2 separate regions of the Mus musculus genome follow, and region 1 is linked to region 2. The links are chromatin contacts, called in public promoter capture Hi-C maps. All regions are on one chromosome and are shown on one strand. The core of a region is the stretch at or near the end of the contact, and the rest is flanking DNA. Distances in the headings are between cores, read along the strand shown. Region 1 holds the start of Pld2 (phospholipase D2). Region 2 holds the start of Acap1 (ArfGAP with coiled-coil, ankyrin repeat and PH domains 1).

Region 1 (5,680 bases), core at 2,988-5,487, 640 kb after region 2:
GAACATACATAAAATTCACCCTTTTAAGACAGAATTCCATGGTGGTTTTTGCTATATTCACACGGTTATATAACCATCACCACTAATTTTAGATTTTCCATTACCCTCAAGAAACCCTTGTACTCATTAGAAATCATTCCTCAACCCTCCTTCTCCCGAGCCCTGACAGGCACTAATCTACTTCCTGTCTCTCTGTGGACTTTCTTTATCCTGAGCAGTCCATAGTGTGCTGGTTAGTCTTTCTTGTTTTTTGTTTTTGTTTTCTTTCTTTCTTTAGATTAATCTATATTGATAAGATACTTATTTGCTATATTTTGAAGCAACATCTAAGACAAAATACAGGAAAAGCCGGTCCGTCCCTTCTACCTTTTCTCTGCCCAACCCTCCCACCCCCAAATACTTCTCCTTGTGATTTGCTCAGATCAGGGCTTAGAGCAGTGATGGATAATTTGATTGCCAACTTGATTAGATTAAGAACCACCCTGAGTGGGGCTGAAGAGATGGTTCGGCAGTTGGAAGCACTTACTGTTTCTACAGAAGGCCTAGGTTCAGTTTCTAGCACTCAGAGCAGTTCTCAATCCCCTGTACTTCCAATTCCAGAGCAACTGAGGCCCTCTTCTGACCCACCTCCTTGGGTTCCTGCATGCACATGGTGTATATACATACATTCATAACATACACACATACAGGTAAAATGAAAAAAAAAAAAAAACACTTACCTGAGCTTGCTGTGGTGGCATGCAACTTTAATCCCGACACTCAGGAGACAATGGCTGGTGGATCTCTGAATTCCAGGCCGGCTTGATTTACAGAGCAAGCTGTAGGCCAGCCTCTAAACAACAACAACAACAACAACAACAACAACAACAACAACAACAACACCTAAGGCATGAATAAGCATACTTTGGGCAATCCTGTGAGAATGTTTTCAGAGAGGAGGTTTGTTTGCTTGTTTGTTTTAAAGCTAGGACCTCACTTTGTAGCCCAGGCTGGCCTCAAACTCCTAATGATCTCCAGTGGTCTAAGCTGAGAATACAAGTGTAACTCCCAACTCTGCTGTCCAGGGACACGGATCTGAAGAAGAAAGACCTGAGCTGAATGTGGATGGTATCATCCCATGCACTGGAGTCCTGCGGTGAGGAAAAGGGGAACCATGGGAAACCATCTTAGTACCAATACTCACCTTTCTGTTCTCTGTCTCCCCCGATGAGCAAGTAGTCCACCATTGCACCTTTCTGCCTGTGGTGGGCTGTGTTCCCTTAAACCAGGAGCCACTAACTAACTAACTAACTAACTAACTAACTACATGCATACATACATACATACACACATACATACATACATATCTCCAGTAAATTGCTTTATGCCTGTATTTGGTCACAGCAAGGAGAAAAGTAATGACCATGCTGTGGAGTCTTACAGCGTGGCTTTTTGTCTATCTCACTTAGCTCGATGTTTTCAAAGTTCCTTCCTGTGAGGAGTGTATGCATCAATACATAGCTTCTCTTTATGGCCGAATAGTCCAGGGCACGGCTATATCTTCATCAGCGTGTCCCTTTGTCTCCTTCCCACTTTCTTTTTGGCTTTTTCAAGATAAGGTTTTCAGTGTAGCCCAGGCTGTCCTAGAACTCACTCTGTAGACTAGACTGGCCTTGAACTCAGAAATCTGTGTCTCTGCCTCTGCCTCTTGATGCTGACATTAAAGGTATGCACTGCTACCATCCGGCTCCTTTCCACTTTCTGCTTGTTAGCAATAATGCTGCTCTGAGCATCTGAGTATACATTTTTCTGTACATATGCTTATATTTTAGGGGAGAGGGGTCAAGACAGGGTCTATGTAAACTTGGCTGTCCTGCAACTCGCTCTGTAGACCAGGCTGGTCTTGAACTCATGGAAATCCACCTGAGGGGCTGGAGAGGTGGCTCAGTAGTGACGAACACTGGCTGCTCTTGTAAAGGACTTAGGTTCGATCTCCAGCATCCACATAACAGCTCACAACTGTAAGTAGTCTGGTCCCAGGGTCACACTGTCCTCTTGCCTCCACAGGTATTAGGCATGCACATGGCACACATACACACATGCAGGCAAAGTACTCATGCACATACAAAGGAAACAAAACAAAACAAAAAAGAAAAAAAAATCCACCTGCTTTTGCCTCCCAAATACTGAGATTGAAGGCATGAATGACTACTGCCCAACTGGATTTTTTTTTTAACTTAAAAAAATACTTTGTGTGTGTATGTAGGGTCTAGAGGAAAAGACAGCAGATCTCTTGTGAGTTTGAGACCAGCCTTATCTATATATAGTGATTTCAAGACCAGCCAGGACTACATAGGGCAGTGGATCTCAACCTTCCTAATGCTGTGACCCTTTAATACAATTCCTCATGTTGTAGTGAGCCCCAACCATAAAAGTATTTTCATTGATATTTTATAACTGTAATTTTGCTACTGTTATGAATTGTAATGTAAATATCTGATATGCAGGATATCTGCAGGCTGAAAAACCACTGACATAGAGGTATCCTATCTAATATATAGATATGCACATATGTATTAAGGTTTTTAATTAGGAAAAGATGAACAGATACTTTATCAAGATACTTAAGCATATGTGTAATGGTTTGTATATCCTCAGCCCTGGGAGTGTCACTATTAGAAGGTGTGGCCCTGTTGGAGTAGGTGTGTCACTGTGGGTGTGGGCTATAAGACCCTCATCCTAGCTGCCTGGAAGCCAGTATTCTGCTAGCAGCCTTCAGATGAAGATGTAGAACTCTCAGCTCCTCCTGTACCATGCCTGCCTGGGATGCTGCCATGATCCGGCCTTGATGATAATGAACCTCAGAACCTGTAAGCCAGCCCCAATTAAATGTTGTCCTTATGAGGGTTGCCTTTCATGGTGTCTGTTCACAGCAGTAAAACCCTAACTAAGACAATAGGAAATACAGTTAACGCTGTTAATATTCAGAGATGTACAATTAAGACTGCAGTGGTAAACCTTTCAGACCACTCTAATGGATAACAGGAAGGATCTATGGAATTGAATGTGCACCGTGCTATGGAGCAGCTACAACAGAAGTACCATACACTGGTTTTTAGAAATATAAAATAGAAGAGCCATTTTGGAAAGTTTTTGTATTTAATTGTTTTCTCTATTTTGGCTTTGTGTGTATAAATGTTTTGTGTGTGCAGTGGCCACAGAGGCAAGAAGAGAACATCAGATCCCCTGGGGACTGCTTGGTGAGCAGCCATGTGGGTGCTAGGAATCAGACTCAGGTCCTCAGCTCATGCACAGAGCCATCTCTCCAGCCCCGGGGTTTGTTTTTTCAGCAGTGTTTTGCTGTGTAGCCTCAGCTGGTCTCAATGCCCAAGCTTCACAATACTCTCTCCAATTCTCTGTGCTGCTGAGCTACAAACTGCCAAGCCCAGACCTCGACAGCAAACAGTAAGTTAAACATACACTTATATGACCCAGTAGTTCCACTCTAGTTGTTTACAGAAGAGGAATTAAAATAATAAGTCCACAAAAATGACTGGCACATAAATGTTTATTGGAGGTTCATTTCCAGTGAACAAAACCTAAAACAATTCAAATGATGATTCAGCGGAAATTTGGAAGGGAAAAAAAGGACAGCCTTTAGGATCTGGGGAAAAAAAGTTTTTTCCAGACTGAAATTTACAGGCGATTAGGTTCCAGGTTCCGAAATTGGTCTGTTATTGTCGCTCAGTGTCGGGCTAATCACTCCTGCGTTAAAAGAGCGTTTCAAGAATGAAGAATGCGATTTCTCATACAGCAACGAACTTGGCAGTCACTCGGCTTTTTATGCTCTTATTACCTTCCATCAACAAAGGCTATCTGTACCGGGCCCACCAAGGGGACATCTGCAGGTCCTCGCAACCCAGGCCGTTCTGCCCGGATTCCAGGCAGTGCTGGGGACCAGACTACCCAATGGCCGCGCGCGCGCGCGCGCGCAGTAGAGGAATGTGCACTACGTGGATCGCACACTGGGGGGTGCTGGACATAGCCAGCAGGTGCCCCGAGGGCAGCTGGAGGAAGAAGACAGCCCTGGGGAGTGGGCGGCCTCCGGAGTGGGCGGCCCGGGCCCGGGCGTCTCTAACGCAGGGCGGGCAGAGGACGGCGGGGGCGGGACCCAGTCGACGCGACAGTCGTGGAGGTGAGCCCTGGGGGCCTTCCCGCCCCCCGAGGGCAGGCTCTGAACCCCGGCCCCGCCCCGGCCCTCTGGGGTGTAGGCTCCTGGCTGAGTTCTGCCTGCTTGCGAACCCGCACGGGCGCCGGGGTCCGCATCCAGGGTGCGGGGGCCCGGGACGTGGCGCGGCTGAGGTCCGGAGCCCCGGGAACCGGGCGGGGACGCTGTCGGGCTGGAGCTGCAACGGCCTTCTGACTCAGCCGCTCGTCCAGATTTCGGGATCTCTCTCCTGGGCGGGGAGCGCGCAACTTCCTCATTCCCGCCCGGACCCTTGCTTCCAGCCAGTCTGACCTGACTTCGAGCCTCGCTGTCACCAGGGCTCCTCCCTTGGACTTAACCTCGCCCCAGTTCGAGGCCATCCCACCTTAGCTAGGTGCTTTTTTGGACCTGAATTTGGAATGAGAAGCGGGGCTGAGAGGCTCTGGTTGAAGGCTGGGGGAGGGAATGGAGGTTGCAGGGGTGGGTGTTAGAGGGGCGTCGGTCTACAACCCTAGACGTTGAGAGTCACTGAGTAAGACGGGAGAGGACCGACCGGGGGCGTTGGATGGGGAAGGGGTGTTTCTGTAGGGCGAGTCCCTTCCTGAGGCTTCCTCATATTCCTAGGATGACTGTAACCCAGAAGAACCTCTTTCCCTATGGGGACTATCTGAACTCCAGCCAGTTGCACATGGAGCCAGATGAGGTTGACACTCTGAGGGAAGGAGAGGATCCAGGTATAGAGGGAGATGGCTCCCAGAGAGGGGAGATAGGGATCTGAGGCCTCCTGAGATCTTTACACCCTTGGGTTGTTTTGTTTTTGTTTTGCTTTTTTCCCCTCCCAGCTGATCGAATGCATCCCTATCTGGCCATCTATGACCTTCAGCCTCTGAAAGCACACCCCTTGGTGTTCGCCCCTGGGGTCCCTGTTATAGCCCAGGTGGTGGGCACCGAAAGATACACCAGCGGATCCAAGGTCAGTCACCAGCGGATACCAGGGAAGGCGAGAGAGGGAGTCCTGGCCCAAGTGGAGGCCTGGGTTGGGCCAGAAGACATATTTTAGATTTTCATATCCCCAGGTGGGAACCTGTACTCTATATTCTGTTCGCTTGACGCATGGTGACTTTACCTGGACAACCAAGAAGAAGTTCCGACACTTTCAGGAGCTGCATCGGGACCTCCAGAGACACAAAGTCTTGATGAGTCTGCTCCCTTTGGCTCGGTGAGTAGAACTCGGTTGCTTCCCGTGAAAGGCAGGTACTTCTCACCCCATGGCAGCCTCACTCACTCCTGTCTGTCTGACTCTTATCCCCTGGGCATTTTCCTTCCTCAGCTCTGTGCCGTGCCCCCTCCCTTGTCCCTGGTTCCCAGGAAACTTTCCCTGCTTGGATCTCCTCCATAGTACTGTGCCAATATTTTAGCCAGGCTGGATGCCCAGAATTGTCCTTAGCAACCCCCTCCTCCCAGTTGTCTCCATTCCCAGGACAGAGACCCTTT
Region 2 (5,993 bases), core at 2,038-4,537:
ACCCTGTCTTGGAAAAAAACAAAAAACAAAAATTACAACATCTATAAAATAGAATTGAAGTCAGCAATAGAGAGGAACTGTCAATGTACAAGACAACTTGAATAGACTTCAAACACTTCGTTATTTTCAAGACAGAGTCTTTCTGTATAGCCCTGGGTGTCCTGGATCTCTGTCTCTCTCTCTCTCTTTCTCTCTGTCTCTCTCTCTCTCTCTCTCTCTCTCTCTCTCTCTCTCTCTCTCTCTCTCTCTCTCTTTCAGGCTGCCCTCAAACTCAAGAGATCCACCTGCCTCTGCCTCCTGAGTGCTGGGATTAAAGGTGTGCACCACCACACTGGACTTCTAGTTTTTTAGAAAAGCCAACTTCAGGCCAGTGAGATAGTTTACCTGACAGGTAAGCCAGGCAACCTAAGTGCAATTCTGGAGCCTGGGGTGGAGGGAGAGAACTGACCTGAATTGTCCACTGACCTCCTCCCATGCATTACAGCATACGCACTCACACACACACACACACACACACACACACACACACACACACACACACACACACACGATTATATAGATGATAGACAGACTGACAGACCAGCACTCCTGAGGTAAAAGCTGGCAGGTCTCTGTGAGTTTGAGGCCTAGCCTAGTCTACATAGCAAGTTCCAGGCCAGCCAGGGTAGATAATATGACCTTGAAAAAAAAAAAAAAAAAAAGAACAGTATCCAGTATCTACCATAGGATTTCTCATTAGCCTCTGAACACACCAATTAGGTTAGGCTGCATGGTCAGAAAACCCCAATAATTAATTCTCTTGTCTCTACTTCAATACTAGGGTTATAAATGTATACCATACATATACCTTGTCATTTTTACATGGTGGGGGGGGGAAATCAAACTTAGGTTTCATGCTGGCAAGGGGTGCACTTTGTTGACCAGCCATCTCTCCTGGTCCCTGTAGACTTTATTGTTAACTAGACTGCACCAATGCTAATTTTTGGTTGTGATAATGAGTAAAAACTGCATTAAATATCATCACTCAGGGAAGCTGGCAGGGACGTGGCCTCTCTAAGCAATTACTACAAGTGTAGGATTAACCTGAATTTTAAAAGTTCAATTAGAGGGCTAGAGAGATGCTTCAGTGGTTAAGAGCACTGACTGCTCTTTCAGGGGTCCTGAGTTCAATTCCCAGCAACCACATGGTGGCTCACAACCATCTGTAATGGGATCTGATGCCCTCTCCTGGTGTGTCTGAAGACAGCTACAGTGTACTCATATACATAAAATAAATAAATTTTTTAAAAAAGTTCAATTAGAACCATTTGAGGGGTTGGAGAGATGGCTCAGTGACTACGTGCACTGGCTGCTCATGCAAAGGACTCAGGTTCAATTCCCAGCATCCACATTGTGGCTCACAACTGCAACTCCAATTCCAGAGGATCCAATGCCCTCTGCTAGCCTCTGTAGCAGCCACTAGGTGTGGACATGGTTCACAGACATTTACCCAGATAAAACAGCCAAATATATATACTGAAATAATATCAATAATGTTTTAAGAAGTGTTTGCTCTGGGGATGTAGCTGGTGGGGGAACCCGGCCTGTCTAACATGCACAAAGATGAATTCCATCTCCAGGGGGGAAATAGAGGTCAGAGGATTGGGAATTCAAGACCAGGCTCAACTACAGGTAAATTCAAAGCTAGCCTGAACTACATGTGACCCTGTCTCAAAAAGTATATATTAATATGTTAATAATTTACATACACACACACACACACACACACACACACACACACACATATATGTATGTATTTCAGGCAGGGTTTCTCTTCTGTCCTAGAACTTACTATGTAAACAGACCAAGCTATCTTAGAACTCACAAGAGATTCATCTGCCTCTGCCTCCCAAGTGCTGGGATCTGGGTACGCAGCCCCATTCCCAGCTTTTTTTTTAGCCCTAGCTGGCCTAGAACTCACAGAGATCTGCCTGTTTCAGCTTCACCAGTGTTAGGATTAAAGGCATGAGCCAGTACATCCAGATTTTGGGGTGGGGGGGTCAAGACAGGGTTTCTCTGTGTAGCCCTGGCTATCCTGGAACTCACTTTGTAGACCAGGCTGGCCTCCAACTCAAAAATCTGCCTGCCTCTGCCTCCCAAGTGCTGGGATTAAAGGCGTGCGCCACCACGCCCAGCAACATCCAGATTTTAAATATAATTGTGTGTGTGTGTGTGTGCCAGGCACAGTTAACTTTCAATGACTCTAACGCATTCCCAGTCTCCCGCCATCTCCCTGACCTTTTATTTTAATTTTATTCTAATCTTTTATTTTAATCTGACTCTGCATCTTTTCTCCATGACGTGGTCACCTTTTCCAGGCGGGTCTCCAATTCTGACACTTCAGTTTCCACCAGTTCAATCGAGGCTCTGGGAAAGAATGGACAGCACTTAGGTCCACTGGGCCTCTGCTTAGCATCAGGGGCAGGGTTGGCGTCATGGGGTGATGGGTATGCACAGACCAAGCAGAGTCCAGACAGTTTCTGCTCTTGTGCTGCTGTGCACATTCTAAGCTTCAATAACCCAGACCAGAGCAGGAAGAGTAGGAGGGTGGATGTGGCCAGGGCAGGAAGTTGCTAACCGCCCCGGGGCAGGTGCTGGGGGAGGGGATGCCGTGAGAAGGAAGGAGGAATGCCAATTATAAAGACCAGAAGGGGCAGAAAGGCAGAGTAAAGTGAGCTTCGGAGAGCATGGAGGTTCTGTTATTAAAGGGTTTTTTTTTTTTTTTTTTTTTTTTTTTTTTACTCTGTAGCCCAGGTTAGCCTGGAACACTTAACAACCTTCCTGCCTCAGCCTCCCAAGTGCTGGGGTTCCATGCCTGATTTGAGAGCCTGGCTTGAGTGGTAGAGGCACTAGGTCCCACCAGTTCCCTCTGGTCCCTGTGGCCTAGGCTCTAAGGTTGGTCCTGCCTGGGGAATGCTGGGGGTGGGTGGGTGGGTGTTGGGACCTATTGGGCCTTCCTTCCCCTCCTTAGTCTCATGGACCTGCACACACTTACCGGAAGCGGGGTGAGTCCTTGAGACATTCTTCAAAATCTAGCTTGACCGTCATCTCAGATGACTTGCTTTGGGGGCCTGGGGGGCCCTGGAGGTCAGGTAGGTGGGGATGTAGGCAGATGCACTCCCCACCCCCCAAGAGGGGTATTAATGGAGAAGAATCCTCTGGTAGGAAGAGCCTGGGTCTGGAATTCTTTCCCCAAAGGGAACGGGGTAACCCAGGAGGAGCTCTAACCCCACCACTTCTAGGCAGCTCTGGGAGGGGTAGGGGTGGGGCCTGGGCGGAGGGGGGTGCTGAGATCACAGAAACCACAGTCCCTCCCCCAGAGACTGCCTGCTGTCACCTTCCATCTGGGACACTGGTCTTTCTCTGCTGCTTTCTCCATTGGTGAATAAATTTTTTGAGGGGGAAATGATGGTCTAGAGTCAAATCTGTCTCTGTCACTTAAGACTTTGTGTGATTAGTTGGGCATAGTGCTACATGCCTTTAATTACAGCAGAGACAGGCAGATCTCTGTGAGATCAAGGCCAGTGTGATCTACAGAGCAAGTCACAGGCCTGCCAGGGCTACACAGCGAGACCCTGTCTACACAAAAACCAGTGTGACACTGAACAAGTTCTCTGACCCTTCAGTTCCCTCATCTGGGAGACAAAAAAGCGAGGGGCAGCGCACGCCTTTCATCCAAGCACTCAGTGGGTGGATCTCTGAGTCTGAGGCCAGCTGGTCCAGAGTGAGCTCCAGGACAGCCAGGTCTACACAGAGAAATCCTGTGTCTTTGTCAGGGTTTCAATTCTTGCACAAAAGCAAATTGGGGAGGAAAGGGTTTGTTCAGCTTACACTTCCACACTGCTATTCATCACCAAAGGAAGTCAGGACTAAAACTCAAGCAGGTCAGGAAGCAGGAGCTGATGCAGAGGCCATGGAGGGATGTTACTTACTGGCTTGCTTCCCCTGGCTTGCTCAGCTTGGTTTCCTTCTTTCTTTCTTTTTAAAATTTATTTATTATATATAAGTACACTGTAGCTGCCTTCAGACACAACAGAAGAAGGTGTCAGATGCCATTACAGATGGCTGTGAGCCACCATGTGGTTGCTGGGAATTGAACTCAGGACCTCTGGAAGAACAGACAGTGCTCTTAACCACTGAGCCATCTCCCCAACCCCTCAGCTTGGTTTCTTATGGAACCCAGGACTACCAGCCCAGGATGACACTACCCACAATGGGCCATTACCCCCTTGATCACTAATTGAGAAAATACCTTACATGGATTCTCCAGATCTCATGGAGGCATTTCCTCAAGGGAGGCTCCTTTCTGTGTGATAACTCCAGCTTGTGTCAAGTTGACACACAAAACCAGCCAGTACACCCTGCCTCAAAGATGGTGTTAATAAATGTACAGTATGCTGATTCTATCAGACATGGACATTCTGCTGCAAGGTTGGGCCTTTTCAAGACCCTAGGTTTTGGGACCAGCAAAGTGGCCCACTGTGTAAAAGTGTTTTTCACACATCCAGTCTGACAACCCAAGTTTGACCCCAGAAACCCTAGCAGAACTTATTATGGAAAGTTCCTCTAACCTCGGACCTCCACAGGTGTACCATGTTAACCAAATAAACCAACAGTGAGTTTTTATTTGTTGTTGTTGTTGGCTTTTTCTTTCTTTTTTTTTTTTTTTTTTTTTTTTGTTTCTGAGACAGGGTTTCTCTGTGTAGCCCTGGCTGTCCTGGAACTCACTCTGTAGACCAGGCTGGCCTCGAACTCAGAAATCTGCCTGCCTCTGCCTCCCAAGTGCTGGGATTAAAGGCGTGTGCCACCACGTCGGGCAATAGTGAGTTTTTAAAGCCCTGGTTTTGTTTTGTGTTCTGAAGCAGGCTCTCACTTCGTAGAACAGACTGTGCTTGATTTTGTGACCTTGCTACTTTAGCCCCTAAGTGCTTGCTCCCAGGAGCACAGTTCCTTGGGTTGCTCTGTTCCTCCTCTTGCTTTGCCTTCCCGGGTTATTGTGTCTGGACATCCCTCCCGCTCTCCTGGGCTCCCAGAGCAGGCCCAGTCTGGACACGCAGCTCCCAGCACTCAGATTCCTGATGTTCTCTTTATTGTCCATTAGAGTGGAGACAGGGAAGGCAACCCTCACCCCACTCCTCGTTGACTACATTTTCCAAGGTCTACGTTCTTTTTTCTGAGTCCACTGGAGCCGCAAGCTTTCATCTAGAGAAAGAAAAGGTTAGGCTTTCTTGCAGCAGGGGTACGCTCTTGTCCATGTGACCCACAAATCTCTAGAACCTACCCACTTAACCCCTCTGCCTCCCTGGGCAGTGCAAGTTACCCCCTTGCCTTGGCCCAGGCTCACGTCTGCGCCCATTCCAGCTTGGAGGGTTCTGGTTACTTCCATGTTCCTTTTCTGAGCTCCCTGGACTTCGGCACCTTGGCCCCTTAGCCCAACAGTTGGGCGTCACCTGTGACCCATTGACTGTGAAGGACATAGTACTAACTAGAGAGGGGTGGGGTGGCAGAGGGGAGTCAAGGAGGAGGCATGGAGCCCTTGGCTGATGCTAGGCTGGAGGGGATCTCAACCCCTCTGAGCATCACTCGGACCTGGTCTCTATAATGTAGTCAATCAACGCCAGGATGTTTAAGACCTCTTTTACTGCCTGTGGCTGATGCACTGACTTAAAAGGGATTGGGAGGGTGGGAGATGGGAGCTTGTTAAGAGCCAGGCCTAGAGAGATGGTGCCCTTGCCAGGTTGCACTAGAGTTAGGGTTATGCTCAGAAAGCGCTAAATGGTTTTGTCATACCCAAAGACGCTTCCAACAGTACCTGGAGTGCCTTTCGGATTCTCAGTAACCCAGGTCAAACCTGAAGGACCTGGAAGTAACAGGAGGACAGTTTGTTCCGTCCTCCCACCCCACCCCCCAGGCTGTCCTCCCCGGGCCATCCTCCCCAGGCCATCCTCCCCAGT

What was found. Promoter capture Hi-C pulls out the DNA fragments that hold promoters and counts their contacts.
Region 1: a contact with region 2 is called in a promoter capture Hi-C map of embryonic stem cells. The contact joins the promoter of Pld2 here to the promoter of Acap1 in region 2. A contact is called at or near these places in 4 of 39 promoter capture datasets (embryonic stem cells, liver and pre-B cells) and 1 of 9 other capture datasets (pancreatic islet).

The regions. Positions count from the first base shown.
Region 1 is chr11:70,536,035-70,541,714 of GRCm38.p6, forward strand. It overlaps Pld2 (phospholipase D2), which reads left to right and starts at 4,238. Exons shown (of 25, transcript NM_008876.3): 1 at 4,238-4,580; 2 at 4,811-4,920; 3 at 5,029-5,159; 4 at 5,263-5,405. The coding sequence starts at 4,812. It also overlaps a transcript of Gm40193 not described here.
Region 2 is chr11:69,892,252-69,898,244 of GRCm38.p6, forward strand. It overlaps Acap1 (ArfGAP with coiled-coil, ankyrin repeat and PH domains 1), which reads right to left and starts at 3,288. Exons shown (of 22, transcript NM_153788.3): 1 at 3,035-3,288; 2 at 2,349-2,406. The coding sequence starts at 3,087. 2810408A11Rik (RIKEN cDNA 2810408A11 gene) reads right to left here. Exons shown (of 9, transcript NM_001382461.1): 7 at 5,852-5,899; 8 at 5,360-5,503; 9 at 5,107-5,241. The coding sequence ends at 5,183.